Regions from separate parts of the Capra hircus genome. Here region 1 is linked to region 2. The links are chromatin contacts, called in public Hi-C maps. All regions are on one chromosome and are shown on one strand. The core of a region is the stretch at or near the end of the contact, and the rest is flanking DNA. Distances in the headings are between cores, read along the strand shown. Region 1 has its middle 24 kb from the start of TRNAG-CCC. Region 2 has its middle 43 kb from the start of C25H16orf72.

What was found. Hi-C and Micro-C count contacts between places; a contact is called where the count stands out from the background.
Region 1: a Hi-C map of liver shows a contact between it and region 2, with 5 times the contacts expected there. The contact joins two enhancer-like sites. A contact is called at or near these places in 3 of 5 Hi-C or Micro-C datasets (blood and liver).

Annotation. Positions count from the first base shown.
Region 1 is chr25:7,803,512-7,807,018 of ARS1.2, reverse strand. No RefSeq gene overlaps it. Among named protein-coding and RNA genes, the nearest start is that of TRNAG-CCC, 24 kb to the left of the region's middle. Within about 2 kb of position 2,113, at least 1 of the 5 cell types and tissues checked has an H3K27ac peak or open chromatin away from gene starts, as enhancers often do.
Region 2 is chr25:7,720,959-7,724,534 of ARS1.2, reverse strand. No RefSeq gene overlaps it. Among named protein-coding and RNA genes, the nearest start is that of C25H16orf72, 43 kb to the left of the region's middle. Within about 2 kb of position 1,959, at least 1 of the 5 cell types and tissues checked has an H3K27ac peak or open chromatin away from gene starts, as enhancers often do.

The DNA of each region.
Region 1 (3,507 bases), core at 864-3,363, 82 kb before region 2:
TGGCATTGAAACATGTATAATATCATATGTGAAGCAAATCGCCAGTCCAGGTTCGATGCAGGATACAGGATGCTCGGGGCTGGTGCACTGGGACGACCCAGAGGGATGGGATGGGGAGGGAGGAGGGAGGGGGGTTCAGGACGGGGAACACATGTACACCCGTGGCGGATTCATTTTGATGTACGGCAAAACCAATACAATATTGTAAAGTAATTAGCCTCCAATTAAAATAAATAAATTTAAATTTTAAAAAACTATTAAAATAAATAAATAAAGGGGTCAAAGACCTTAAGAGACACCTCACCCAAGAAGATACACAGATGGCAAATCAGCATATGGAAACATGCTCTGCATCATATGTTATCCGGGAAACACCAATTACAACAACAGTGAATAGCATTACATGCTTATTTAAAAGGCCAGGATGTGAAACAGCATCATCAAATGCCGGTGAGGACGTGGAACAACAGGAACTCCGATGCACCGTTGGTGGGAATGCAAAATGGTCTAGCTACTTTGGAAGACAGTCTAGTGGCTTCTTTCCTTTAATATTTTATTTATTTACGTACTTATTTGGCTGCACTAGGTCTTAACTGCAGCCTGTGGGATCTATGTCCCCGACCAGGGATGGAACCCGGGCCCCCTGCATTGGGAGCGTGGAGTCAGCCACTGGGCCACCAGGGAAGTCCTAGTCTGGCGGTTTCTTACAAAACTAAACACATTCTTACCATAGGATCCAGCAAGCTCGCTCCTTGGTGTTTACCCAAAGGAGCTGAACACTTTGGTCCCCGCAAAATACCTGCACGTGGATGTTTACAGTAGCTTTATTCATAAGCCGTGGTACATCCAGACAGCAGAATATTATTCAACACTAAAAAGAAATGAGCTATCAATCCATGAAAAGGATGGAGACATCTTAAACACACATTATTAGGGGAAAAGACCCAGTGTGGAAAAGCTATGTACTTTTCACACTATGTGGTGAGATGATTCTAACTGTATGACATTTTAGGAAAATCAACAGTAGAGTCACACTTAGAAGATCAGTGGTTTCCAGGGGTTGGGGTTGTGGTCGGGGGCTAAGAATCAATAGGAGGAGCACAGGGGGGTTGGGGGAGGCGCAGCGAAGCACTGTGTGATACCTAATGATGGATCCATGTCATGATATTAATACCATGTCCAAACCCGCAGCATGTACACCGCCAGATGAGCCTTGACATAGACTTCAGGTGATTTAGGATGTGTCAGAATAAGTTCATCACATGTACCACTCTGGGCGGGATGTTGATCATGGGAAAGGCTCTGGTAAGGAGGTGGGGGCGGAAGGTATATGAGAAACCCCTGTACCTCCTCTCAATCTTGCTTTGAACCTGAAACTGCCTTTTTTGTCCTATTTAGCTTATTTATTTATTTTGCTGCATGGATCTTAGCTGTCACATGCAGGAGTTTCACTTATGGCATGTGAACTAAGTTCAGCATTCAGGATCTGGTTTCTCAACCACGGACCGAACCCAGGCCCACTGCATTGGGAGCGTGGAGTCTTACCCACTGGACCACCAGGGAAGTCCCTAAAACTGTTCTTTAAAAAAAAAAATCTTACATTGGAGTCAAGGAACCTCCTAAAATAGATCTAGATGTATGTTACTAGGGAAAAGGCTAAAGGCTCTGTGCCAAGCCCCCCACTCCTATTAAATTATAAAATATTAGCAGTCTGGATCAATGGCTCTCAAACTCCAACATGTATCAGAATCACCCAGCGAGCATGTTAAAATTCGAGATTTTCAGCAGCCTTGCCCACCCCACCTCCAGCAAAGTCTGATTCAGGGAAGTTGGGGTGTACCCTGAATCTTTACTATCAAGTCTCCCAGCAGCGGCCAGCGGTGCAGGTTCAAGAACCACAGTTTAAGAAACATGGGCCCAAAGGATCTCTGTAAAGATCTTGACATAAGGAGTCTTGCAGGGTCTTTTCCAGCTCTGACCAAGCAGCGCCCCCAGCAGACAAGAGAGAACACCAGACACTCGAGCCCCATTGTTGGGTGGCTGCGGGGGTGGCGGTGAGCTGCGCGGACCGCTGCGCTGTGGGCCAGGAGCCTCTAGATGGCAGTGCTCAGCCAGAAACAGAGCCCTCGGTTGGTCTGGGGCCCTGCCCAGGGGAAAGGCGCCGGGGCCGCCCCCCACAACCTTCCCCAACTGGTTCACAGAGGGTAGGCCAGGCAAGGAGCCTTGGGAACACACACGTGTGCAACTGAGGCAGGAATGAATGCTCATTTGGGCATTTGACATTACCAATAATGATAGTAGCTCACATCAGCTGCCAGGCACTGTTCTAGCCAAATTAAGATCATGCTGTGTGTATTTCCTACTATATTATGAGCATTTCCTCATTTCTTGAAATAGTGTTCAAGAGCATGCTTTCTAAAGGCTTCATAATTTCCGACCTAATTTAACTAATAAGATTCATTTAATCAATGCCCTATCACTGGGCTGTTATGTTATTTCTTGGTGTCTTCTATTCCAAGTAAGATACTGTTGCCTAAGAAGGAGTTGCCACAATTCTGACTATTTCCCTCTTGGGGTAAATGTTTAGAAGTAGAATTACAGGATCAAAATCTAGGGCCATTTGTAAAGATCTTGATATATATGGCAAACTTATTTTTTGGAATATTGGAAGTTTGCCCTCAGGAGCATGTATGAATGTACATCAGCCTGGATTTCCCAGCGCTGAGTAGGATCCACTTATCTTTCCAAAACTGTATCCAAGGGAATTCTGGCAGTCCAGTGGTTAGGATTCCGTGGTCTCGCTGCTAAGGGTCTGGGTTTGATCCCTGGTCAGGAAACTAAAATTCCACAAGCCAAACAGCATGGCCGGGGGCAAGGGGGAAAAAAACTGTACACAAAGCACAATATCTCTTTTTAAAATGTGAATTTCACAAAGTAGGGTTGAACTTCCTATTCATATATTGATCGGTCATTTGTATTTCTGCCTCTGAATTCTCTGTTCATCTTTTCATTTCTCCTTTCTAGTGTATTACTCGTCACAGTCCCATTTTCCTTTCAATTTTGTTTATATTGGTGATGAACAAAAGTTTAAATTTATGCTATAATCAATCTTTTATTTTTAGTAAAAATATTGCCCATTTCTATGCTTGTGAGGTTAAATATTCATGAATATTTTCCTTATGTTTTACATTTAACTTTCTAAACTTATTAAATATTAGCTACTTATTCAAATATATTTTTTTAATATTTATTTATTTGACTACCAGGTCTTAGTTGCAGCATGTAGTTTCCTGACCAGGGAATGAACGTGGACCCTCTACATTGGGAACATGAAGTCTTAGCAACTGGAGCACCAAGGAAGTCCCTCAAATGTTTTTAATATTTATTGTTACTTTTATTTTTATTTATTTGGCTGCACTGGGTCTTAGTTGCAGCGTGTGAGACCTTTAGTTCTGGCATGTGGCTCTAGTTCCCTGTTGTGGTTGTTCAGTCGCTCAGTCGTGTGTG
Region 2 (3,576 bases), core at 710-3,209:
TCGCCAACTCGTGTCCAACTCTTTGTGACCCCATGGACTGCAGCATGCCAGGCTTCCCTGTCCACTATCTCGCAAGTTTGCTCAAATTCATGTCTGTTGAGCTGGTGATGCTGTATAACCATCGCATCCTCTGCCACCACTTTCTCCTCCTGTCTTCAATCTTTCTTAGCAACTCAGGGTCCTTTCCAATGAGTCGGCTCTTCACAATCAGGCGGCCAAAGCATTGAAGCTTAAGCTTCAGCATCAGTCCTTCCAATGAATATTCAGGGTTTGTTTCCTTTAGGATTGACTGGTTGGATCTCCTTGCAGTCCAAGGGACTGTCTAGAGTCTTCTCCAGCAGCACAGTTAGAAAGCATCAATCCTTTGGTGCTCAGCCTTCTTTATGGTCCAACTCTCACATCGTACATGACTACTGGAAAAATCAAATCTTTGACTCTACAGACGTTTGTTGGCAAAGTGACATCTCCGCTTTTTAATACACTGTCTAGGTTTGTCATGTCTTTCCTTTCAAGCAGCAAGCATCTTTCTGTTACAGGGAATGAAAGATCAGGGAAGTTAGGAAATTTAGCCAGGGTCAGTCTGTGAAGTCAGGACTTAAACCCAGGTTTATAGAATGCTTGCAGCCTTGAGGTTTCCATTTGCTCAGTAGGATTTTTTGTTTGTGTTGCTTTTTTTCTTTGCATTAAATCACACACCCAGATGTGCTGGGCATGGAGCCTAGACAACAGTATTTTTTTAAGCCCCCATTCGCATAATTCCAACCTGCAGTCTGGATTGAGAACTACTGGGTGGGTTGATCCTCCTAAATCTCCACGCACTTTCCAATGACTCTAAATCCCTCATTCGGCCTGTCCAGGTGGACACGCTTTCACCGTGCTTGCTTAATTTTGAGCGTCGGAAGTTTCTTGAAGGTGGGGAGTGGTGGTGATGCAGAAGCTAAAGCAGATGAGCTCGGCTGTTTCCTCAGGGAAGGAGGCCCAGGGACTTCTTCCCACATTTCGGTACCCAATGTGCAAGAAAAGAAGCTGAGAACATTCTCCCTCCTGTTGTTTGGTTTGGGGGAATTTTTGTTGGTGCTGTTCTTTGATTTTTTTTTTTTTTCCACCTAGACTCCTACGAGGTGAGAAACGGGGAGTCCTGCTTGGCTGGGCAGGCGGGCAGGCAGCTGCTGGGGCCGCCTCCACACTGGAGTCATCGCCGCATCCTGACTCTCAAAGTGGTCCAGGCCGCACACCCACCCACCCCAGGGCAGGAGCCGCAGCTGCAGGCGCAGAGCAGACGGAGCGCCGCCCCTCGCCTCCTCCGCCCCCACCCCCAGCGCCGCTGCGAGGGGAGGGCAGAGGAGGTGAGAGAGGGGGAACCTGTGAACCATCTCCCAACTGCCGTGTGCACCCGTTCCTCCCGGGGAGCGGAGGTGGCCCCCAGGGTGCTCCTCTTCTGGACTCATCCTCTCTTTTTAACATCCAAGTGGGGATGCCCCCACTTAAGGCAGTACGGGGCGGCCATCTCAAATTCCAGGTTTAGCAAGCTGCAGCCTGCTTTTCCGGGAGCTGGGCGCGCCTGAGCCTGACCCTCTTTCTCAGGTACCCAGGGACCCCGTCTCTCTCTCTCCATCCCCTCACATCCCCTTAAACCCGAGTCGACTGTGTTACACTAGCTTTGAGAGTAATGGCACTGGCTGAGGTAATGGCAACCCAGGAAAGGAAAGTTCCTGCTCAACGTGAGCAATCACCCTTAAGCAGTCATTTCCCGCTGTGTTAGCTAGGAGCCTTTGGGTTCCAAATAACTGAAACCCATCTGAAATGGCCCTGGAGAAAGACGCGGCAACCCCCTCCAGCATTCTTGCCTGAGAAATCCCAAGGACAGAAGGAGCCTGGCGAGCGACTGTGCACGGGGTCGCGACTACACAACAGCATCTGCAAGGGGCTTAAGCGGATGCGGAAGGGATCGCGGCAAAGTCCGGGGCGGGGAGATCTCAGGTCCGGCCGGATCCAGCACCGGTGCGAGGCTTCGTTCTTTCCTGTCCTGTACCTTCCCTCCCTCTTGTTTTGTGTCCCCCCTCTTCTCTTTCCTGTCAGTGGCTACCCTCCTCGTCCTCCCCATCTCTCTCTCCATCCTCCCTCCCCCTCCACCACCTCTGCTCACTAGAAACCAATAGCGTGTGCCCAAGCACACCCGCGGGCACACACACGGAGCAGTTGTGACAACCCAAAGTGTACCTAAACATTGCCAAAATCTGTGTGCATGTGTGTATCACACCTCCCCTGCCTCATTAAAGGAAGAAACCTTTGTGAGAGATAACTGAGGGGTGGAGCAGTGGGGAAAGGGAGCCTGTGGGTCCTAAATCTGGATTCCTCTGAAGATAAGCTTCCCACTGCCATGTCTTTAACTGAACTGGGGAGTTGTTGTTCAGTCGCTCGGTGGTGTCCAACTCGTTGCGACCCCGTGGACTGCAGCACACCAGGCTTCCCTGTCCTTCACCATCTTCCGGAGTTTGCTCAAACTCCTGTCCTTTGAGTCAGTGATGCTATTCAGCCGTCTCATCCTCTGTCACCCCGTTCTCCTCTTGCCCTCAATCTTTCCAGCATCAGAGTCTTTTCCAGTGAATCAGCTCTTCATATCAAAAGTGGCCCAAGTATTGGAGCTTCAGCTTCCGCATTGGTCCTTCTGATGATTATCAGTGTTGATTTCCTTTAGGATTGACTGGTCTGATCTCTTTGCAGTCCAAGGGACTCTCAAGAGACTTTTCCAACACCACAATCTATCCTTTGGCACTCAGCCTTCTTTATGGTCCAACTCTCACATCCATACATGACTCCTGGAAAAACCATAGCTTTGACTATACACACCTTTGTCGGCAAAGTGATGTCTCTGCTTTTTAATATGCTGTCTAGCTCTTCTTCCAAGGAGCAAGCGTCTTTTAATTTGGGGAGAGCCTGCATGAAATCCCACCTTATCAGTCCCTGAAGCTTTCTGGGCCTGTGTCACTGTTGTTTATTTATATTTTAATGCTGTGAGCATAAAAGAGATATTTATTCAAAAACATTTAGCGTGGCCCAGAATTGACAAGTTTATTTTAAGGTCCTGCAAACCAGTCCTGAGAGCAGGGTTTGATTGCCACCTTGGCATCAAATTAGTGCCTTTGAAGATGCATTAAATCGTCCCTTTGATCTAATAATTGCCTTCTGCTATGGCGACGCCTCCCAGCTGGAAACAAAAGCCATTGTTAACTCCTGCAACTTAAAGAAAAATGTAATTTTTCTCAGACTGGAAGGTTAGGAGGTGACAAATTACCCAGATTTGACTGTTTTCTTCCCAGATTTGGGCTGAGGATGGCACCTGGCTTCGCTTGTAAACTTAGTTCCTTTGTGTGTGCATGTTCAGTCGCTTCAGTCATGTCTGACCTTTTGTGACCCTTAGACTGTAGCCCGCCAGGCTCCTCTGTCCATGGGATTTCCCAGGCAAGGATACTGGAGTGGGCTTCCATTTCCTCCTCCACGGGATCTTCCCGACCCAGGGGATCTTCCCGGCCCAGGGGATCTTCCCGGCCCAGGGGATCTTCCCGGCCCAGGGGA